Regions from separate parts of the Ovis aries genome. Here region 2 is linked to region 1. Evidence: chromatin contacts called from public Hi-C data. All regions are on one chromosome and are shown on one strand. The core of a region is the stretch at or near the end of the contact, and the rest is flanking DNA. Distances in the headings are between cores, read along the strand shown. Region 1 holds the start of MAPK14 (mitogen-activated protein kinase 14). Region 2 overlaps MAPK14 (mitogen-activated protein kinase 14).

What was found. Hi-C and Micro-C count contacts between places; a contact is called where the count stands out from the background.
Region 2: a contact with region 1 is called in a Hi-C map of liver, with 4 times the contacts expected there. The contact joins the enhancer-like site here to the promoter of MAPK14 in region 1. A contact is called at or near these places in 13 of 16 Hi-C or Micro-C datasets (blood, hypothalamus, liver and 7 more).

What each region holds. Positions count from the first base shown.
Region 1 is chr20:10,092,511-10,098,684 of ARS-UI_Ramb_v3.0, reverse strand. MAPK14 (mitogen-activated protein kinase 14) reads right to left here and starts at 3,870. Exons shown (of 12, transcript NM_001142894.1): 1 at 3,753-3,870. The coding sequence starts at 3,868. SLC26A8 (solute carrier family 26 member 8) reads left to right here and starts at 4,435. Exons shown (of 20, transcript XM_060403123.1): 1 at 4,435-4,765.
Region 2 is chr20:10,150,784-10,156,671 of ARS-UI_Ramb_v3.0, reverse strand. MAPK14 (mitogen-activated protein kinase 14) reads right to left here. Exons shown (of 12, transcript NM_001142894.1): 9 at 3,131-3,210. Among named protein-coding and RNA genes, the nearest start is that of MAPK13, 28 kb to the left of the region's middle. Within about 2 kb of position 3,836, at least 39 of the 54 cell types and tissues checked have an H3K27ac peak or open chromatin away from gene starts, as enhancers often do. A contact at or near this core is called in hypothalamus and liver, where this site is marked.

The sequences.
Region 1 (6,174 bases), core at 2,621-5,120:
TATGGACGGAGGGGCCTGATGGGCTACAGTTTATGGGGTTGCAAAGAGTCAGACACGACTAAGCAACTAGTACACACACATATACCCCTTTCACTGATTAAGAGTCAGGAAAGTCACCTCTGCACACTCTATAATGACATTCTTTTATTTATTTGTGCCCTGGCTCTTTTTTTTTTTCCCCAAGATTTAAAATGATGAGTGGCTATTAATACTAAAAAACTTAGCTTCACTTATCTTTACTACATTTATTTTCACAAAGCATTTTGGATGTTGAATTTGACCTCTTAGTAAATTTTGCCATTCTTTTACCAAAGTTTTGGTATATACTTTATATACTGATGATAAATATAAACAGCACAGAACAATGCCCAGAACATAGAAAGCAATCCATAAAATGCAGTTATTATTCACATCACACTATACACCTACCAGGGAATGAACTGTCTTTGTCTTGTTTAACAGTCTAGCTCAAGAAACCTAGCCTGCTATCTGGTCCATGAGTGTGTGAAGTCATTTTAGGCATGTCCGACTCTTTGCAACCCTATGGACTGAGGCCCACCAGGCTCCTCTGTCCATGGGGAGTCTCCAGGCAAGAATACTGGAGTGGTTTACCATTTCTTCCTCCACAGGCTCTTCCCCACCCAGGGATCAAACTTGTGTCTCTTGCACTGGCAGGCGGGTGGGTTCCTTACCACTAGCACCACCTGGGACGCCCCTAAAGATGTGTGCGTGCTAAGCTGCTGGTCCATAGTTGGTGCTCAATAAATATTACTTAATAAGTGATTCAATATGGTTTAAGAATAATTCTGATCTCTTACCTGTTTTATGGTTACCACTGCCGCACCTCCTATAATCAAAGGCAAGAGTCTGGAAAACGCATACACCAGAGGAAGGGCATTTAAGTTCCTGTTTATATTTCCTTAAACTCACCACAAAGATCCTCCCCCGCCCCTTTCGTCCCTAAACCACAAAATCAATGCTTTGCAACACCGTACTCTTGAACAATTTTGCTTCATTTCCCCTCACTGACAGCGCACCAAGTTCCTTAAAGCTGCAAGCTTTAGTTTAGTTCCCTTTACCCCTTAAGAAGGAAAGGTATGTTTGTAAAACTCTAATACTCAAAGTTCTATTTTGATTTCTTGATCTTTCATTCACGATTAGTTATCATACTTGCGTTACTAGATACTTAGTACAAATGAAAACACTGAAAATTGGCTTATTATTTAATTTTTAAAGTTAACACATCAAAGTGTATCACACTTCAGAGCAATCAAATTAGGAAACTGACACATTATTTCAGTGATGTTGCATTCCTTGAAATACTTTCAGAGATTCTTTTTTGGAACAGACTTCAATCCAGTTCTACAAGTCCCACAGGAAATTCTGTGTCATTACTTTACGGTTACAACTCCTATTTGACCTCAAACAGTATCACCAGCCTGGCTGCCTGATCTTTTTCACCAGACTTGAGCCCAAATTCTCTAAATGATTTGGATTCAATCTAACTTCGTTATTTCCTAAAATCAAATCTGCTCTAAAAAAAAAATGAAGAGAGTGAAAAATAACACAGGCTCCAAAGTGGATTCTAAGAGAAGTTTAAAAAACATTTTTTTTTTCTGCCACACCTAAAAGCTGCTGACTGAAAGAACAACTTGAAATAACTACTCTGAATGAGATAACACATGTGAATGTAAATTCTGATATTTTCAATCCAAAATCAACTATACTTGTTTACGGTCAACTGTCACATAATATTGGTTATTTTTCTCCACCAATATGTTATAGGTTACACCTTAAACAACCTTAGCAGAACTGCCTCCACAGAAAGACACACAAGAAACTTAACAGGGGTGGTCTCTTGAGAAAAGAACTAGTCCAGCTGGACAAAGAGAATGGAAACTTTTCACTGTCTTTCTATGCCTTTTACATTTTATACAATGTGAATGTACTACCTACTTTTAAAAACCTGTTTAACAAAATTACTTCCAAGTGTCAGTTTTGATGGCTTCTATAAACCAGAAAAATAAAGCACTAAAAAATGTGGAGTTCATGTTTTATCAGCACTTCACTGGATCTCCAGTGCCAGGGCTGAGTTACTCACATCAACTGTAGGGAAACCTTGCAAGCAGTTCACTAACTCCCCACAGTTGAGCCGTATCACTCCACTAAAGTTTAAACAACAATGATAGGAAACAAAAATTCAGTACCACAAAAATTAATGTGTCAATTCCAGAATGAAAACTGGCCGTAAACAAGTGAGCTATTAAAGCAGCAATGATCCAAACACATCTTCGAAAATTAGCGAATCAACAGCACGCTATAAAAATGGAAAAAAGATGTCAAGCATAGGGCCATCAGCGACATCACTCAAGCAGCCTGAACTAGAAAACGCAATATGATCTGTTGCTGGACACAATTGCACAATCTCAATTACCCAGAAGATTCTACCAAACAGGAAATTCATGCTGGGGCTTTAAGAAACACAGGAATTATATTCAAAGATTACCAAGTCTAAAAGCCTGGAACCTGCCCCGAAACAAAAAACTAATTTTGTAGACCTCTTTGCAAATAATGCATGCACAGGAATTACATGAATTAGCTTCAGGTCAGCTCTCAAATTACACAAAATCTAAAATACAGTGTATAAAACCTTAGAAGTTAGAAAAGTTAGTGAACTGAGTCTGGAAATTTTACAGTAGCGTTTCATTTAAAAGACATTCATAGTGTGAATTAAAGCTGAAAAGTGTCTCTTCCTTCTTTTGCTATATATTCCATATCCCATGAAAACCATTATGTACCTCTCAGGCCTTAAGTGCAGATTAAGTTCTCTGCAAACCCTCTAAAGGACTTTAAAAACACAGTGTTTCACAAGAATTATCACGATTAAAAAATATTTATAATACATCGCAGCATTGTTAAAAACTTTTTGATCTTGAGGGCGTCCAACGGATCTGAACCTCACTTGCTCCAAAGGAGAAAATCGTTTTGTCAAACAATACTTAAATGAGCAGTGGTATGTGACTAATCAGCGAGGCCGCCAGCTTCTCAAGCTGCAGGCACTACCACCACCCCCCACTCTGCGAAAAGGAAATACGCTTTCAACTGAATCGGAAACACACCACTCAAGCTGGCACAGGGCTCACCGAGATAAAGTCGGTATTTTAAGCTCCCTGGATAGCTGCTAATTCAAGTGCGAATTCAAAAAGAACCCTTCTCAAAATGCAATTTCGACAGAGGTTTGCAAAAAAGCCCGAACTCAACGCCCTTCGTCCTCAGTTTTGTTCAGATGACCGCAGTCGAGCTTTGCCCTTCTGCTTCTCCGGGCAGCTTCCCGGGCTTGTCTGCTCCGAGGGCAGGCACATCTCGAGAGAGTCCTTCTGCTCGATGCCAGCAGGGAGAGACCTCCGAAGAGGGACCCCTGTTCCTGCCCCCGTAGCAGCACCGCCCCCCCACCCCCACCCCCACCCCCAAGGGAACGCGCAGGGTGCGAGTCAGGGCCCGGCTCCAACACCATCACCCACCGCCCACAGCGGACCTGCGTCCTACACACAGCTGACCATCTACGTGGGCGTGCAGGGTGGGGGTGCAAGGGGGACAGGGAGTGCAGGACAGGGGTCGAAGAGGGCTGGGATGCCCTCCCCCCAAGGAAAATTCCTGCCGCTGGGTGCATTGCTGAGCCGTGGGGGCAGGCCTGACTCCAGGGCATACGGAGACACCCGGCCCAGCGAGGCCCCCGGCCCGGTGACACTCACCACACAGAGCCATAGGCGCCGGAGCCCACCGGGGACAGGTTCTGGTAACGCTCGGGCACCTCCCAGATGGTCTTGTTCAGCTCCTGCCGGTAGAACGTGGGCCTCTCCTGAGACATCTTCCAGCGGTGGCCGCGGGGCGAGGAGGTGGCCCTTGCAGGGCCCCGCCTGCACCCGCACCCGCTTCCCCTGACCTCGTAGCCCGCCCGGCCGGGCGGGGACCCCTGCGCTGGCCGCCCGCGCAGGTGCGGCTGCGGCGACCCTGAAGAAGCCCGCGCGCGCGCGCGGCCCCTGTCAGCCGCAGCGGCTGGACGCGCCTCACCGACGGCGGGGGAAGCACTGCGAAGGGCCGGGGCACGCTCCGGGGCCCTGGGCTGGCGCCCCGCCCAGCTCTCCCTGCGCTCTCTCCACACCCGGCCGACTCCCGGCTGCGCGGCGGGGTCACAGCTCCAGCTGCAGCGCCCGCGGAGCTTCCAGTGGTCGCCTTTCCCAGAGCCAGCGAACAGGAGCCTCCCGCCGTGCTCTCGCGAGAACAGCTCCCGGACCTCTCCTCGAGCCGAGATTTTACCCAATATGGAACCTGCCCGCGGGAGGGGGGTTGATGAAGGGAGAGCTTGGGAGAAGTAATTCTCGCGAGAAGAGAGCAACAGCTGGCCCCTAGAGGCAGGAACTCCCAGGGATTGCTCTCCTTTAGCGCGCGAAGGCGGACCCGGGAAGGAGCGGAGAAGCAGACGATACAGGCCGCGCGCGCCCCATCGTGGTCGGCGGGGCAAGTGCTTGGCTCCCTGTTGGAAAGAGACAGTGACAAATCAATCGGGTGTCTGGGAAAAGAGCCAAAAGACCTTTAAACGGTGGGTAATCACCAGCAGCTGAGCACCTGCTCGGCGGAAAACCCCCAATTTCCAAGAAGTACTTGCATAAAAAAGAGAAAGATTCCGGCCAGAAAGCCGTTGTAGTCCCATCTGCTCAAGGACATACACTTACTCTTCGGAATGCTGACGAAATCTGTCTCAAAGGTAAATATTAGCCCTGAATTAAGGTTGAGGTTTTTCCACCCAGACACTTCTAGTAGTTCTCAAACTTTTACGTGCAGAAGAAGCACCTTGGGCGCTTAAAAATGAACAGCGAGTTTGATTAGATGGGTCCCAGAGGGACTCCAAGACTGTGCATTTTTACAAAATGCGCCAGGTTCAGAAAAGTTCTTGGTATCTCCCTTGGAGAAACATTTTAAAACCTTTACCCTGAAGGTTTGAAACTGATTCCTACCTTGAAGAGCTTCCAGCAAAGAGGGTTTTAAGAATTGTAATCATGCCTCTCAGAGTAAGAACAGTGCAGATAGTGGTTTTCTGGCAGTATCCTGTTGGGCAAGTCAATTGACCTTTCTTAGACCTTAGTTCCAGTTTATGCAAAAAAGAATTGCTGCCCTGAAATTTCCCACCTGAAAGCTGAACAAGATAATAAATGTGAATGGGCAAGGTATTATAACCCCATACCTTCATGTCACTATTAACTTATTCCTACCCTAAAACTTGTTTCAATAAGCAGAATTGGACCCTATCTTATTCTTGGTCATTTCTTTTAGAACTAACTGGGCTCAAGCCAGGACACTTCCCATCACTATCCATGACTATTCTCTTTTGTGTTATGCATCCCTTGAAGTGCTCAAATTTTGCCTATCTTGTCCCAGCATCTAGCTCAGGGCCTCGAACATAGAAGTTACTCCATAAGTATTTGCTGAGCAAATTATGAACAAGGACATGATCTCAACTAAGGTGGCATTGCAGGATCCTCAGCTGTCAAGGAAAAATAAAATAAAACCCAAAACAAGGGTCGTAGGTGATCTGCGGAAAGCTTTCTTTGGATTCAGTGTGACAGCCTAGATTCTCTTGCCTTAGAAGACATGTTGCTTAAAAATGTTCCAAGCCAAACTGCAGATAGTGAGCTTTCTAAGAAGTATTGGAGGTAGGAGGAAGCAAGAGCAAAAATGCAGCTGTAAAGATATGAGAGGTAAGAGTAGGGGATCAAGGTGAGTGCATGGATAAAAGGGGGAAAACTTGGAAGCTGGAATTCTAAGAAATTCATGTATTTATCCAACAAATTGGGATGATGACATGAGAGTGAGCAAAAGAATAAAGATGAGCAATACACTCACTCACTCAGCAAATATATATTGAATGCCTACTAGGTACCAGGCACTTCTAATGGGAAGTTGGTTGAAAGGCAGATAGCGGCTGCCTACGTGGAGCCTACAGTGAGTAGTGGCACAATCATTCACTTCTTCAACACAGATTTATTGAGCACTTACTAGATCTACCACATTGCTCTGGCACCAATAATACAGCAATTAAAGAAAGACATAAAAATTCCTGCCCTTCTGGGGATGAGACAGATTACAAACGGTATAGGTAGGGACTCCCTGTTGGTC
Region 2 (5,888 bases), core at 2,587-5,086, 58 kb before region 1:
AAAATAAAATAAAATACATGCCACAAACACACAGTGGTAAGTGAAGGGGAAGTGGGGGGAAAATGAGAAGCTAACAGCAGAGACAAAACAGAAGTCACAGCTGCTGACGGTATTACAGCATGCCACAATGATTTCTCCTACAAGCCTCTTTAACAGGTGAACAGACTGACTCAAAAAACATCCGGGAGGAAGCTGGCAAAACACTGTATCTGCTCTGACAAAGGCAGAACGCTGAGGTTTTCCAAATGTACGCAGATGTAGGTACACTGCACTCTAACCTGCTCTCTTTTAGCTGGCCCATCAATTTTAACAACCACAAGAACTGTTAGCTTATCATGTGTTGCTGTTAAAGCACAGTGGTGCGATTTTTAAAATCCTCAGCCTAATAAAAACCTTTCCATATTCCCTTTCTTGGTATTTATTAATTCCCTCCTTCTCTTGTAGCACCATTTTCAGTAAGTACCGTAATCACATAATTTCACTTCTTTGTGGCTTCTCTCAATGATCTTTCCAGTTGAGCTCATCCTCAGAACTTAAATTCCTTAGTGGTCAGATTACTACAAACACATGTTTAAGGCTGGCTGTTAGGAAAGAGCTGGAGCCACGGCTCCACCCTGCCTCTCACGCTTCCTGGCCCAAAGACAAGCCAGCAAATCCAAAAGATGGTGTGAAGTTCTTCTAACACATTCTCAATAAATTCAGGTTTACCTCTCAACAAATTACATAACAAAAGAGTACTCTGCATGCTGAGAGAAAAACAAAAGGGGGTCACGAACTAAACCAGCAATAGTAGTATCAGCTGGGTTTTAAAATGTTAAAATCCTGCCATTTCTCTCTTTTCTATGAACAATAACTTGGTCTGTACATTTCCGTGGTGTTTTTTTTTTTGGTCTTCTTTAGTCAAATAGGTTATTATATCCCATTTTTGTCAGGAGTTCAGGAATATTTTCAGCAAAAATTTTGAGAGTGAGTCAGTGAAAGGGCTTTTGTTTTCTTCACATGATTTATTTTTTATTTTTGTCCTTTCACTGATTACTTTAGGTATTGGGTCACCAACCAAAAAATATTCTCTGGACACCCATCATGACTCATTACCCCTTTTCTCACGGCACATGCTAACTTGTTCTCAGTCAGTCCAACTATTACTGTACTCTCTTACTCAGAATGTCCTAGTATTTACTGACTGAATTCCATCAATCAATAATAATGGCATCACTTCACTACTTTTCAGGAGTAAGGAAAATACCTATTGGCTTTCTCTGTTTACTATATTCCTTCACTAATATGTTTTTCTTTTCATGTTGAAAAGCTTTAAACAATTTTACTCACTTGGCTTTGCTATGTAGACATCATGTTTCACACATCATGTGCTTCTAAGATAAACTGGTACTTGAGCAGTATTACTAACATCAAATTAATCTCCATGTTTAAATTACTTTTTATGCACTCACTGTAACTACGTAGGAGAAAAAAACCCCACGTTTTCTTATCCCTATACTCAATGCAGTGTTATTTAACTTCTGTATTCTGATACTCAATTTTATTACGCTCAACTCTATGTAAGAGATGTTGAAATGTATGATGCACCCTATTTCACATAAAAAACGGATTACAACAGGTAAATACTATCATTTTAAACCCACCCTTTTTCTTCTAACAGCACATATCTATAGGGCAGATGGCTAAGGGTGGGTGAGAAGACTGAGAAAGAGCTGCTAGTGGACATCTCCAGACAGAGGATGCATTTGCTGTCTCAGTCTCATGAGCACTCTTCAGTGATAAACTGAGCTCCTCCCTAACCTCTCTGCCTTGCCCCTGTGTCCTCTCTATTAGACAATCTTCCTAAGCAAAAGCATTTAAAACAGAAAGGCACCATCCTCTCTAAGCATCGTCTCATCTCTTCTTTGGTTCACTCCAATCCAGCTCCTGCATTTCAAAAAGCAAAAAGAAAACACTCCTTCTGGCTGACACTCTGGTCAATAACTGACAATGACTTTCAAAACTGTGCAATCGGATGAGATTAAAGTTTAGAACATGTTAGCAGAACATCTGGGATGTAAACTCAGCTCTGTCAAGTGACTCAGTGCGTGACTTGGGCAAGTCCCAGTCTTCCTGTGCTTCTGCTTCCTCATCTTAAATAAGTAAATGAAACCAATGAAAAGCCTGCCTCTGGCTACCCAGCAGTCTTTCCAACAGGGCAAAGGAATCCTTCAGTCGGAAACACTGGGAGGAGAATCCAGAAGGCACAGCTGGAGCTTGGCTTCACAGCTCTTTTTCCCTTTTATCCAACTGCCTGGCAGCAGACAGATGGGAAAAGGGAGAAAGACTGGGCTTTCCTAGTTTCTCTCATGCCTGTGGCCCAAGGAAATGACCAAGTAAGCCCAAGTAAGCCAGAGTCACATTCCCATGGCTTCCCTCTAAATGCCTGCTTAGAAGCAGGAAGGCATTAGCTCCAAAGCTTTTTCTCAGGGTACTCAAACTTGTAATTACACAGGCAGGCTGTGGGAGAAGGATTCACAACCCTTATCCTGTGGATCCGAGGCGTCAGCAGTGGGGATGTTACCTCTGACGGTCTGGAGACTGGGTAGATGCCGACCCCTGTGGAGAACAGACACCTTACCCAGGATGTGCAAGTTGTCTTATTCTAAAGCAATAAAAAGCAAGTAACTCCTGGGAAAGGGGAAGAGAGTGCAGGCAACGCACTTTCCATCCTTTCAGTGAGAAAGCTAGACTGATAGACGGTAAAGCTCATGCTTTGAGGATAAATACTAACCAAAAAAGTGAAAGGAGCCCTTGAGTGAAACTTTGAGAAAGATGATGTCAGGGCTGGAGAATGGAGACAACACATTTTCCATCTCCTGGAATGAATCAGAATCTCAAATCTCACTTACTGCGATACTACTGCCCAACACAAGCTCCCATGCTCCAGTACTATACCCAGAGAGAAAACAAAACACACTCATGCATGTGAGCAGGCAGGTACACGTACACACACACACCTCATCCTGGAGTCAGCACACAAAGGGCACATGTGCTTACAAACATACCCAGGTCAAAGTACAGATTGACAGAAGGGAAGTGGCAGAGGCTCCCAACAGGGCAGATAATTACAATCAAGGCAGCAACTCACAGACTCTGAGGAGATTTTCTTCAAAAGCTCAGCCCCTGGGGTTCCAACGAGTCTTAAAATGAGCTTCAACTGATCAATATCTAATGGTGGACTATAAAGGAAAATGTTGGGACAAAATAAAAATGAAAAACAAACAAAACAAACAAACAAAACACCCCAATAACAAAAACTTAAAACCCCAAACCAAGCCAAAATGGTGAATTGATCTAGGTCAAGGTTTCGGCAGGACGGTCACTTCAAGTAGAACATGCTCCTCCTGTACAAATTTTCAAAAGCTACCACACACATACCCGACTTATATTTATTTTGTGCATCTGTCAACATCCCCTGTCAGTAGAGTTAAGCAGCTGTAGCTGGGTACTTAGCTGCCAAAGACAGCAGGTGAAAACATATAAGCAGCACTCAGTCCATACGCTCAGCCCACACCTACCTCCTTCCCTTCCACCAAAGCACCAGGAGCCAGTCAAGCAAAGAACACCAGTCAGCAGAGGGCCACAGAGAAGAAAGCAGCAGAGAGCACAGGAGTTAGGGATATACACAAGCCTACCTGTGAATATTCCTCTAAGGCTTGACCTAAGGAGCCTGTAATATGGCAGGGACCTGCAAAGATCCAGGGCCTAACCAGTTGAGACGTCCTCCCGAGACCCTCCCTGGCTGCGGCAGGCAGAGGACTGTGAGCGACAGTGGCCAGCAGAGGGCCCCACCACCCCACTGCAGCACACATCCTTCAGGAGTGCGGCAGTAACACAGGGCACAGGAGGCTTCGACCTTACAGAAATGTACTGACAGACCTCACACACCCCCCGAGCTCTACATAACAGGCCACAACACCCAAACCTTTACTGTGCAGCCAACTCTTCTATGCATACTCACCATGTATGTGCATATACTGACCAGAAGTCAGAAACTTTCCACTTACTCTGACTGCTTTTAGCCTTGCCTATAAAGCTAAAAAGGAAAAAAAAAATCTTATAACTCTCAGTATTTTTTTTTAATGAAACTTTAAATGTTATCCATGCCATGTCTACACTGACATTCAGAGGGAAAAGGAAGAGAGGATGACTATCTCCTGACTCTTGCCATAAAAAAAACCTGTCAGGTTTTGCAGGATTAGCTCGTTCTCAACTTCGGGCCTCAGCTTAACCTTCACTTCCTCAGAGAAGCGTCCCCTACGCTACAGAAGAGGCACTGCCTTCCTGGTCACCCTCCCTCTCAGCACAATGCGTGAGCTCCTCACATCTGTAGCTGCTTCGTCTGCTATTGGCTGTCACCTCCACTGATCTGAGAGGGGGGCTACTCTGCCTGCTCACCACTCGTCCCCAGTGCTCAGACTACCATCTGCTACATGCTCAGCACTCAAAGTATTCGAGAAGGTACAGCAAGATGGAGAGGAGGAGAATGGAAGAGAAGACTTGTTTACGATTAGACGTAAGAAGGCAGTGCAGTGCAAAAGATAATGGCCACTGTGAGCCATAGCTGCTGGAGTTACAGGAACTGGTTACGCAATAGTAACTTGCCCTATTCTTTTTCCCCCTCCAGATATGAAACTGGCTTAAATACAAGAAGATTCTAGACAAGAGTCAGCAAATCAAGCTGCACTGGAACACAACCAGGCCATTCGGCTGCTTTCACCTTATGTGGCAAAGCTGTATGGTTCCCAAAGCCTGAAATATTTACTAGGTGGCCCTTTAAGTACAGAATCCTATCCCAGACCCAAACAATTTATGTTCTATAAGAAAATAAATTAACAGCAAGTCCACTCTCAGAAGGGCTTCTGTGGTGGCTCAGATGATAAAGAATCTGCCTGCAATGCAGGAGACACAGGTTTGATCCCTGGGTTGGGAAGATCCCCTGGAGGAGGGAACGGCCACCCACTCCAGTATTCTTGCCTGGAGAATTCCACGGACAGGGGAGCCCACTCACAGAAGTTACTTCTGAATTAGAACAGTAGAGAATAACATTATAAAACAACTATAATCCAATATAAAATAAAAATTAAATTAGAAAAAATAGGAGAGAATTTTGTTCTTTGTAGAGGGCAAAAATGAATGTGTTCTGGAGGCTAAAATTTCAATACTGAGGGAAAAAACTGAACTACTTTAGAGAGTCAAGTTTTATGCCCCCACTGAGGAAGACTCTGGGCTGTGGGTTTCTCAAGAATCTTACCTTCACCCCAATATACCTGAAAAGTAAGCCACTCCTACTGGTCACAGTGGTCATGAGAGCAATGATTTGGGGGACCCCAGGTCCTTTTCCACCTCAGCCAGTAAGAAACAATCTCAGGGCTGAAGAATAAAGTAAAGCCCTGAATCCTCAACTTCAAGTTCACAGACTTTGCTGATTTGGCATCAAGAGTTTTTCCTGACTCTCCCCTCAAACTATTATTCCTTCATGCACTCAATGTTTCAACTCACACTAAATATTCCAGGCACTTTTAAGCTTCCACCTTCTTATTTATGCAAGTCATAAACAGCAATACCCTCCATTCTCCCCTCCTAGCATACCTTTTCTCTCCTTATTTACTTTTCAAAGTCCTGCTCAAACAAGAACTCTGCCATGAAGTCTTCCTGCGTATCTTGAACTTGAATTAATCTCTGCTTCTTCTCCCTAACTTATTTACACTCTATTACAGTATCTGTTCACTCTGTCTTGTTTTATAAGTAGAGAACAGACCTTCATTCAAATGACTCCTGTAACTCACGTTCTGCTAAGTATGATCATTCTGGTTTGGAGGACAGGTACCATCTTATCTTTAGCA